Regions from separate parts of the Zea mays genome. Here region 1 is linked to region 2. A link is a contact called in public Hi-C data. All regions are on one chromosome and are shown on one strand. Each heading gives the region's core, a stretch centred on a gene start, on an enhancer-like site or on the middle of the called end of the contact. The rest is flanking DNA. Distances are from core to core; before and after follow the strand shown.

Region 1 (4,321 bases), core at 178-2,677, 180 kb before region 2:
CACCACGAAGCTTGCGCCGCCGGGGCCCCACGACACGACGTGGTTGGTCGCCGGGTCCTCCACCATCTCGTAGGTCTTGATGAGGAACGGCGGCGGCTGCGAGCTGGAATTGGAACCCTCCATGCCGGCCATGCACCTCCTCCTGTCTCTCCTCCGACTGATGATGGGCGAAGAATTAACTAACCGACGCTCCCCCAACTCTGTCTTACCCACCGGAATGGCTCGCACTCAACCGCAGCGAGAAAAATTCTCGCCAAGCTGCCGCAAGGACGACGAAAGCAAGGGCTACGGCTACTGAAGGGGAAGAAACCTGAGCGGTTGCTAGGATTTTTGCTCCTCGCGTTGGCGTCAGCTCGGGCGCGGCAGATGAGCGAGCCGAGGCAGCCCAAGGGGCAGAGGAGAAAACGAGGGGGAGTGGCGTCGCGCGGCGGTTTTATAAAGGGGGTCGGGTCGCGCGTCGTGTCGTGTCGTGTGTCCGGGTGCGCGGCGGGCCACCGGGACTCGGACGACGACGCGGACGGTGACTGGGCTGAGCAGCTCGCGCTGGCTCGCTGGCGCCCGCATCCTGGGCTGGGTATACATCGGCTGGCGGCTGGTCGTTGCATGGGGGCGTCTGAGGTTTGACTGGCCAATGCGTTGGCGGACCGGGACCCAGGTCGCTTCTAGAAGAAGGCGCGCGGAAACGGGTCCCGGCGGCGGGCCGTCAAAGTTCGCCGCCCAGCGCGCACGGGCAAAGGCTCGGTGCTGCCGGTCAGCAGGGCAAGCGAGCCAGCCGCCAGCGTTCGATAGCTGTCGGTCGTCTGGGTGACTGGAACAACAGCAGCAGCAGGCCAGTTTTGGGGCCGAGACGTCCCGACCTCTGTGCGCGTCCCGTCACATACTCGCATGTGCTGCTGCTCCGACACTTCCCTTCCCTAAGCTGGCGACCGTTGCTCTCCAGTGACGTCGGTCACCTCCAGGAGCCAGGAATCTTCCCAACGCCCCTCGCCCTGCCCCTGCGGCACCCCGCGCGGCCGGTTGGAGGGTCGAGCGAGACGCCTTTCCATCGCCCGTCGGGTCGTCGCGGGCAGGATGTGAACGGTCTCGGCGGGCGACCATTCCTGCCGAGAATTTTCAGCGGTGCGCCGGTGCCCGCCCGCGCGCCGTGGAAAAAGAGGGCCGCGGATCGCCAGGCGAGTGGATGCTAGCGCACGCACGAGCAGATTCGTTGGGCAGAAGAACCACGCGCCGACACGACGGCGACGGCAGGCTTGAACTATGTCCGCGCCGCGGGCGCTGCGTGTGTGTGTGTGTGCCACCTTTTCTTCCTTAACTTTGTCCCCAAGAATGAACGAACTGAAGGAAAAAAAGTCTAGTGTTTTAATCGATCTGCAAGTGTGTCACGCAGTCTCAGATCAAGAGTCAATTTCCATGCTGATACCGAGAGGCAAGGTTAATTTGGGTCATTGAATACCAGTCGGTAGTATTTGGTCATTTGCATGTCGTTGTTGTTCTTGCCACAGATCAAGTTGTGAGGTTTGTGGTGCTGCTAGAGATGTCCAAACGGGCCGCCCGGCCCGGTCCGGCCTGGGCCCGGTGAAGCCCGGCCCGCTAGGCACGATTAAAAAACCGGGTCGGACCGGCTAAGCACGCGGGCTCAATTTCTTGTCCGAGTCCGGTCCGCAACGGGCCTAAATGGGTCGGGCCAGCACAAAAAAAGCGGGCCGGAAAGCGGGCTATGCGGACCGAAAAACACATTTTAGTGTAAAAAAAGCGGGCTTAACGGGCTTAGAGCTAAACGGACCGTGCCGGGCTAGCCTACCGTGTCTAATTTCCTGTCCGAGCCCGGCCCGCTTATTCGTGCCGGGCCGACCCGGGCCCGCATATAACCGGGCCGTGCCGGGCTCGGACCGAGCCCCAAAAGCGGGCTTCGTGCCGGGCTCGCGGGCCTCGTGCCTATAGGTGCTGCTACGTTCCCATCAAGTGCATGTGCATGTGAATTGAGGAAGCAATCAAGTTCCTCTTGCCTTGCTCCCTTTTGATCGGTAACGAAGAGAAAAAAGAAAAGAGATCAGATTTCAACATATTTGCCACACACGCCTGAGCAGATTAGCGCAAGGTTTTAAGTTTATTACTAAATATACACAGGTTATGTAATAGCCATCATTTTTTTTTTGCTAGCTGGACGTCAGCGAACTGAGGCCTGAGAAGCACGGCAATAATAATCCTGTGCGACGGAGCGAGCCGCTAGCTGGACGTCAGCTATGGTGTCACCGCGCGGAAGGGGGGCATGCAAGGGGCGGGGTTGACCTCGGCGTCAGGTTGTTGCTGAATGTTTCTGGGGGTTCCTATCATTGCTTCTTCTAGACTAGATGAGCATGGACTTGTGGTGTGGTGGCATGGGCATGCAACATGCATGCAGGATCAGGCCAGGCTACCAGGGTTTTTTTTTGATCTATCTGCACGAGCTGATATATTAGTGTACCCAGTTTCTTCTTCTAGATTGTTCAACTTGTGCTTACCCTGCCGCGTCCGCGTGTCTACCAACCTGCGACTTGTACCGGTAATCGATCTAGAAGGGCGGCGAGTGTCATGGCGTCGTATGAACCCCTCTGGGGAATGGTTCAACTCGTGACGCAAAGACTGGCTGTTCTCACTTCTCAGTTCTCACACTAAATATACACATGCATGTGATGGACCGACTGATGGGCAGTAACTGTAATAATCTGATGTCATGGGAGAAGCTGCAAATGGTTACTAGAACGAAAGAAAAGGGGATAAATTATTTCTTCTCTTTTACTTCTCGGTGCCCTTTTTTTTAATACAAAAGACACGAGACTTTTTATACGGCACACGCATGTGTAGATTAGAGTGGGTCTCTACCACTGTCAAGTAGCTAGCTAGTACGACTCTCGAGCTGGATGAAGTTGGCCACGAGATGATGAGACAAAACATTTTTCTGTTCAGTAAACATTTGCTCATCAAGAACTAGATATAAATAAATAAACCCAAGATTCTGGAAGCAACTTTTGCGGAGTCAATGTCCGAGTTCACTTCACTAAAAAAAACCCCCGATCGAGGACCGTGTTTTCAAACCTCACTATCACGTGCGGAGATGGAGTTGAACAAAAGGGATATGGCTGATCTTAGAACCTATATAATACATGATGGAGAAAGTATGTAACTAAAGAAATCTTGATACCAATATGCATCATACCAATTGAACTTTATACAAGTATATTATGACTAGGTGAGTGCTCGTGCGTTGCAACGGAAACATATAATATCACGAAAATTATGTACAAATATGTATTATACTGTTATAAAAAAGGTTTCGTAATCTATTTGTGATCCTATCCATACATAAATTTTGTCAATCAGCATGGAGGATGCTTTTGAGCATGAAATTGTAACACTCAAGACAGATACCGAGCAACATGCTTGAGGCGCATGTACTCCTACAAATAGTCATGACGATAGGGAACTATCGATTTGTAGAGATGGCCAAACGGGCCGCCCGGCCCGGCCCGAGCCCGGTGAAGCCCGGCCCGTTTTGGGCCCGGCCTGCCAGGCACGGTTAGGAAACCGGGCCGGACCTTCTAAGTCCGCGGGCTTGATTCTCTGTCCGAGCCCGGCCCGCAGCGGGCCTAAACGGGCCGTAGCACGAAAAAAGCAGGCCGAAAGCGGGCTAAACGGACCGAAAAGCACGTTTTAGTGCAAAAAAAGCGGGCTTAACGTGCTTAGAGGTAAACGGGCTGTGCCGGGCTAGCCCACCGTGCCTAGTTTCCTGTCCAAGCCCGGCCCACTTATTCGTGTCGGGCCGGCCCGGGCCCGCATAAAACCGGGTCGTGTCGTGCTCGGACCGGGCCCAAACAGCGGGCTTCGTGCCGGGCTCGCGGGCCTCATGCTTATTGGCCATCTATATCGATCTGTGACAACTCTAGTCAGGTCATTTCCAAGAATGCTAAGCAGATATCTATCAAATGACACTTAGGTAATACATACAGTACATCTTGGATGACACTTAGGTCATTTCCCAGAGAAGACATCTAGGCAATACGTACATCTAAGATGACACTTTTTACCATCTTATGTGTCCATCCAAATACGATACAAGACACACAAAAGGACATCATGATACAAGCTAGACCAAACCTAAACAACAGGAACATGCTTCTACACAAATAAGGACGATGATTCCTGATCCACAATGTACACGAAACATTTAGAGTTCTTGTTTAGATGAACATGTTAGCACAGATGGGCCTCACACCACAACATCAGCCACCAACGACTGATTTGATGCATCCCTGCAATATCTGTATCATAAAAAGGTAAATAA
Region 2 (4,079 bases), core at 1,489-3,988:
AGCCTGACACCTTTATCCTGACGCGGCCCTCCGGCAGAGCCGAAGTGACCGCCGTCACTTCGCCGCTCCACTGACCGGCCTGACAGAAGGACAGCGCCGCCTGCGCCACTCCGACTGCAGTGTCACCTGACAGAGTGAGACTGACAGGCAGTCAGGCCCTGCCAAAGGCACCATAGGAAACTCCGCTCCGCCCAACCCAGAGCTCGGACACGGGCTAAGCCCCGAAAGACGACGAACTCCGCTCCGCCCGACCCAGGGCTCGGACACGGGCTAAGCCCCGGAAGACGACGAACTCCGCTCCGCCCGACCTAGGGCTCGGACTCGGGCTAAGCCCCGGAAGACGGCGAACTCCGCTCCGCCCGACCCAGGGCTCAGACTCGGGCTAAGCCCCGGAAGACGGCGAACTCCGCTCCGCCCGACCCAGGGCTCGGACTCGGGCTCAGCCCCAGCAGACGACGAACTCCGCTTCGCCCGACCCCAGGGCTCGGACTCCGCCCTAGCCTCCGCCGACGACCTCCGCCTCGCCCGACCCAGGGGCACGGACTCGGCCTCGGCCATGGAAGACAGACTCGACCTCAGCCTCGGAGGAGCCTCCACATCGCCCAACCTAGGGCACAGGCTCGCCACGTCAACAGGAGGCGCCATCATCACCCTACCCCGAGCTGACTCGAGCTGCAGGGAACAAGACCGGTGTCCCATCTGGCTAGCTCCGCCAGATAGGCAATGATGGCGCCCCGCATGCTCTGTGACGACGGCGGCTCTCAGCCCCCTTACGGAAGCAAGGGGACGTCAGCAAGGACCCAACCTCTCCGACAGCTGTCCCTCCGCCAGGCTCCATCGCTCCTCCGACGGCCACGACATCACACCAGCTGGGTGCCAAATTCTCTCCGGCTGCCACATCGGCATGTACTTAGGGCGCTAGCTCTTCCCCGCTAGACACGTAGCACTCTGCTACACCCCCCATTGTACACCTGGATCCTCTCCTTACGCCTATAAAAGGAAGGACCAGGGCCCTCTTAGAGAGGGTTGGCCGCGCGGGGACGAGGACGAGACAGGCGCTCTCTTGGGGCCGCTCGCTTCCCTCTCCCGCGTGGACGCTTGTAACCCCCTACTGCAAGCGCACCCGACCTGGGCGCGGGACGAACACGAAGGCCGCGGGATTCCCACCTCTCTCACGCCGGTCTCCGGCCGCCTCGCTTCTCCCCCCTTCGCGCTCGCCCTCGCGCTCGACCCATCTGGGCTGGGGCACGCGGCGACACTCACTCGTCGGCCCGAGGGACCCCCCGGTCTCGAAACACCGACACATAGGTTACGCCTGAAGCGGGTGGGAGTGGGTCTGAACCCACATGAACTGGATTTGTTGAGTCCCTCTTCGCGTACCCTCCTCCTAGTGGCGGGAGCGACCAAAGCTCTAACCATACAAGTGGTGGTTATCCTTGAGTATGGTGCTTGGTCGACTTTGTTTCTCAACTCGTGCACTCTATGTGTTTTCGTGAACTAAACACTTTAATTTATCTCGTTGTTGCTATTTTGAAATGATCATGTAAGCTATATTGGTGATGTGAAGTTTGTGATGTCTGAATTGATTATGTGGTTGTAATGTGAAGTTTTTGTGAACTATGTCAATAGATGTGTTTGTAATGTGACCAATATTAATATATGTATTGTCTGTGATGATATATATGTTGTTGTGTACAATATCGTGAAGAAATAAAAGCCTCATTGGGTGCTGGTTTGCAACAGGAAAGGTTAATTCCCGTTGGCTTGACCATAGCCGACAGGAATTACTCGAATAATTCCCATCAACCAAAGGCGGTCGACGGTAATTATTCGAATAATTCTCATGGGCCAGACTTGGCCAACGAAAATTAACTAGCCGACGAGAATTATTCGAGTAATTCACGCCAGCCAGCCTTGAGCGACGAAAATTAACTAATTTCCGTCGCCTTCCCTAGAGCCGACGAGAATCACCTGAACCGACGGGAATTAACAATATATCGATGAGAAGTAGTAATCCCCGTCGGTATAAGGCTAATTTATGTCTGTTACTGGCCGACGGGAATAACCTGAATTCCTGTTTTTTTATAAAATCACTTAGGTTGTTTAACCAACTTCTATAAAAATAGAATTAAATGTAGCTCTACAAAACTGATCATCAAACTTGAGAGAGTCTTTAGAGCATATTTAAGAGACTAGCTAAATGATTTGTCAAGCTAAATTTTAGCTATCTAATATTAAAATAACTCTCAACAGACTAGCCATATAACTCGCTAAGCTATCCAGCTCTTTAAATTAGCTCCATCACTAGTTAAACTTGTCTAGCCACTCCAATTAGCTAAACTAATTTGTATATTAGAGAGTTTGTTGGAATGAGATGTTATAAACAGAGTTTAATCTTTATGAAAAGTAAATAGTAAGTTAAATAGAGTGTAAAAAAATAAAGAGTCCCTCGCATATGCTTTTATACATGTCTGAAGTCAATTTTGAAAAACGTCTTGTTGTAATGTAAATATCAAATTCTATCTAATTTTATTTTGCTGCAATCAAATCAAACTCGGCTACGTGGTTAATCAAGCGATCACCGTGATAGTACCAACCTCATTAACTGTCACTTCGTCTCGTACGTACATGTGGGGCCCACGCTTCCATTCCATCCCATCGACCCAAGTCGACAGGTCACAGGTGCAAAGCTCTGAAAACACTCCAGAGTCCATCAGGTAAAAAAAAAATCAAAAATAGAAAAAGTCTCTTGCCCCCGCGGCCGTGCCGAGCCGGCATCCCCTCCCCCAGCAACGATCGCGACGACCCAAACCGGCAAGGGTGACCAGCGGCTGGCCGCCGCCGCGGCAGACGAGTCCCATGGGAGACAACAAGTCTCCGCTGAGCCTGAGCCCGATGGGCGGGCGCGACCGGGACCGGGAGCTCCTCATCCCGGTCTCCGGCGGCGGCTCGGCGCCCGGCGTCGATGACGAGGACGCTGACAGGGCCTCCTCCGCCTCCGCGGCGCTCTCCTCCTCCGGCCGCGAGGTACGTCCCCGCTCCCGCCCCCTGACATCCCCCCACCCACTCAATTGATAGTTTTTCCCCTCTTGCCCTCCTTTTATTCAATTGCTCTTCGGTTAGTTTACTATTTATGTTCTTTTCGACGTTTTAAACTCAGCTACATCTTGTTGACTGATGCTTGTGAACGGCATGAACCGACTAGCAGTTTATGTAGTAGGAAATGCTTCAATGTCCCATTCGGGTCTCGTGGGCAAATGATATTAGTACTGGATGGTGCATAACTCCGATGTAGTAGCTTATTTGATCTACTAAAACTTTATTTTAGTTTCTATATTTGTCAATTTATATACTAAAATGGAACAAAATGAAGGGACTAAATATTAGTCCCTTCATTTTGTTCAATTTTAGTACTTAAATTGTTAAATATAGAAATTAAAACGCTATTTTAGTTTCCGTATTTGGCAATTTAGGAACCAAAATGGATAAAATGAAGGGACTAAAGATTAGTCCCTAGAAACCTAACACCCTCTAAAAAATAGAAAGCTGAGAAGACTGTGACTCACTTGTTTTTCTGCGGTGGCACAACCCTATATTACCAGTTGAATAAAATGACATTTAAAATATTTATTTGCTTTTGAATTTCGATGGAATCTCTAAACTGCCTAGAGCGCTTAGCACACTGAGCTGCAATTTGGAAATTGGAATGAAAATTACTTGACAACATCTGATATACTTTTTTTCGTCCTACTCTTGCAGTTTTGCTTCTCCTATTTGATACTTGCCTTCCTGAAACCGAGAAACCATGTTCTGGGTTCAAGCTAGAACAGCTCATGTTGATTTTTTTTTCTTGAAATGCAGGCTTTCCATAAGGTCGTCCGCAGTTGGGCTTCAAAGAAGTTCATGACTGGATGGTAAAGAGTTGCTAAATTAATATTTCCTCGCCTCTTGATTACCGTCTAGTGTTTAACTATAGAACTGAATAGTGTACCTCCTTGTAGTTAATGATAGGTTCTGTTTCCATGGTTTTGTCATGTATAGTCTGGTTGTTGGGGATATGTACCATGGCCCATGGCTTA

The links. A called contact is a pair of places that touch in the nucleus more often than the background predicts.
Region 1: a Hi-C map of leaf shows a contact between it and region 2, with 10 times the contacts expected there. The contact joins the promoter of LOC103635873 here to the promoter of LOC100193766 in region 2. A contact is called at or near these places in 2 of 25 Hi-C or Micro-C datasets (ear and leaf).

Annotation. Positions count from the first base shown.
Region 1 is chr8:128,370,519-128,374,839 of Zm-B73-REFERENCE-NAM-5.0, reverse strand. LOC103635873 (heat stress transcription factor A-4d) reads right to left here and starts at 1,427. Exons shown (of 2, transcript XM_008658255.4): 1 at 1-1,427. The coding sequence starts at 132. It also overlaps a transcript of LOC100192108 not described here.
Region 2 is chr8:128,195,689-128,199,767 of Zm-B73-REFERENCE-NAM-5.0, reverse strand. It overlaps LOC100193766 (Protein LIKE COV 1), which reads left to right and starts at 2,738. Exons shown (of 7, transcript NM_001138852.1): 1 at 2,738-3,027; 2 at 3,862-3,914. The coding sequence starts at 2,860.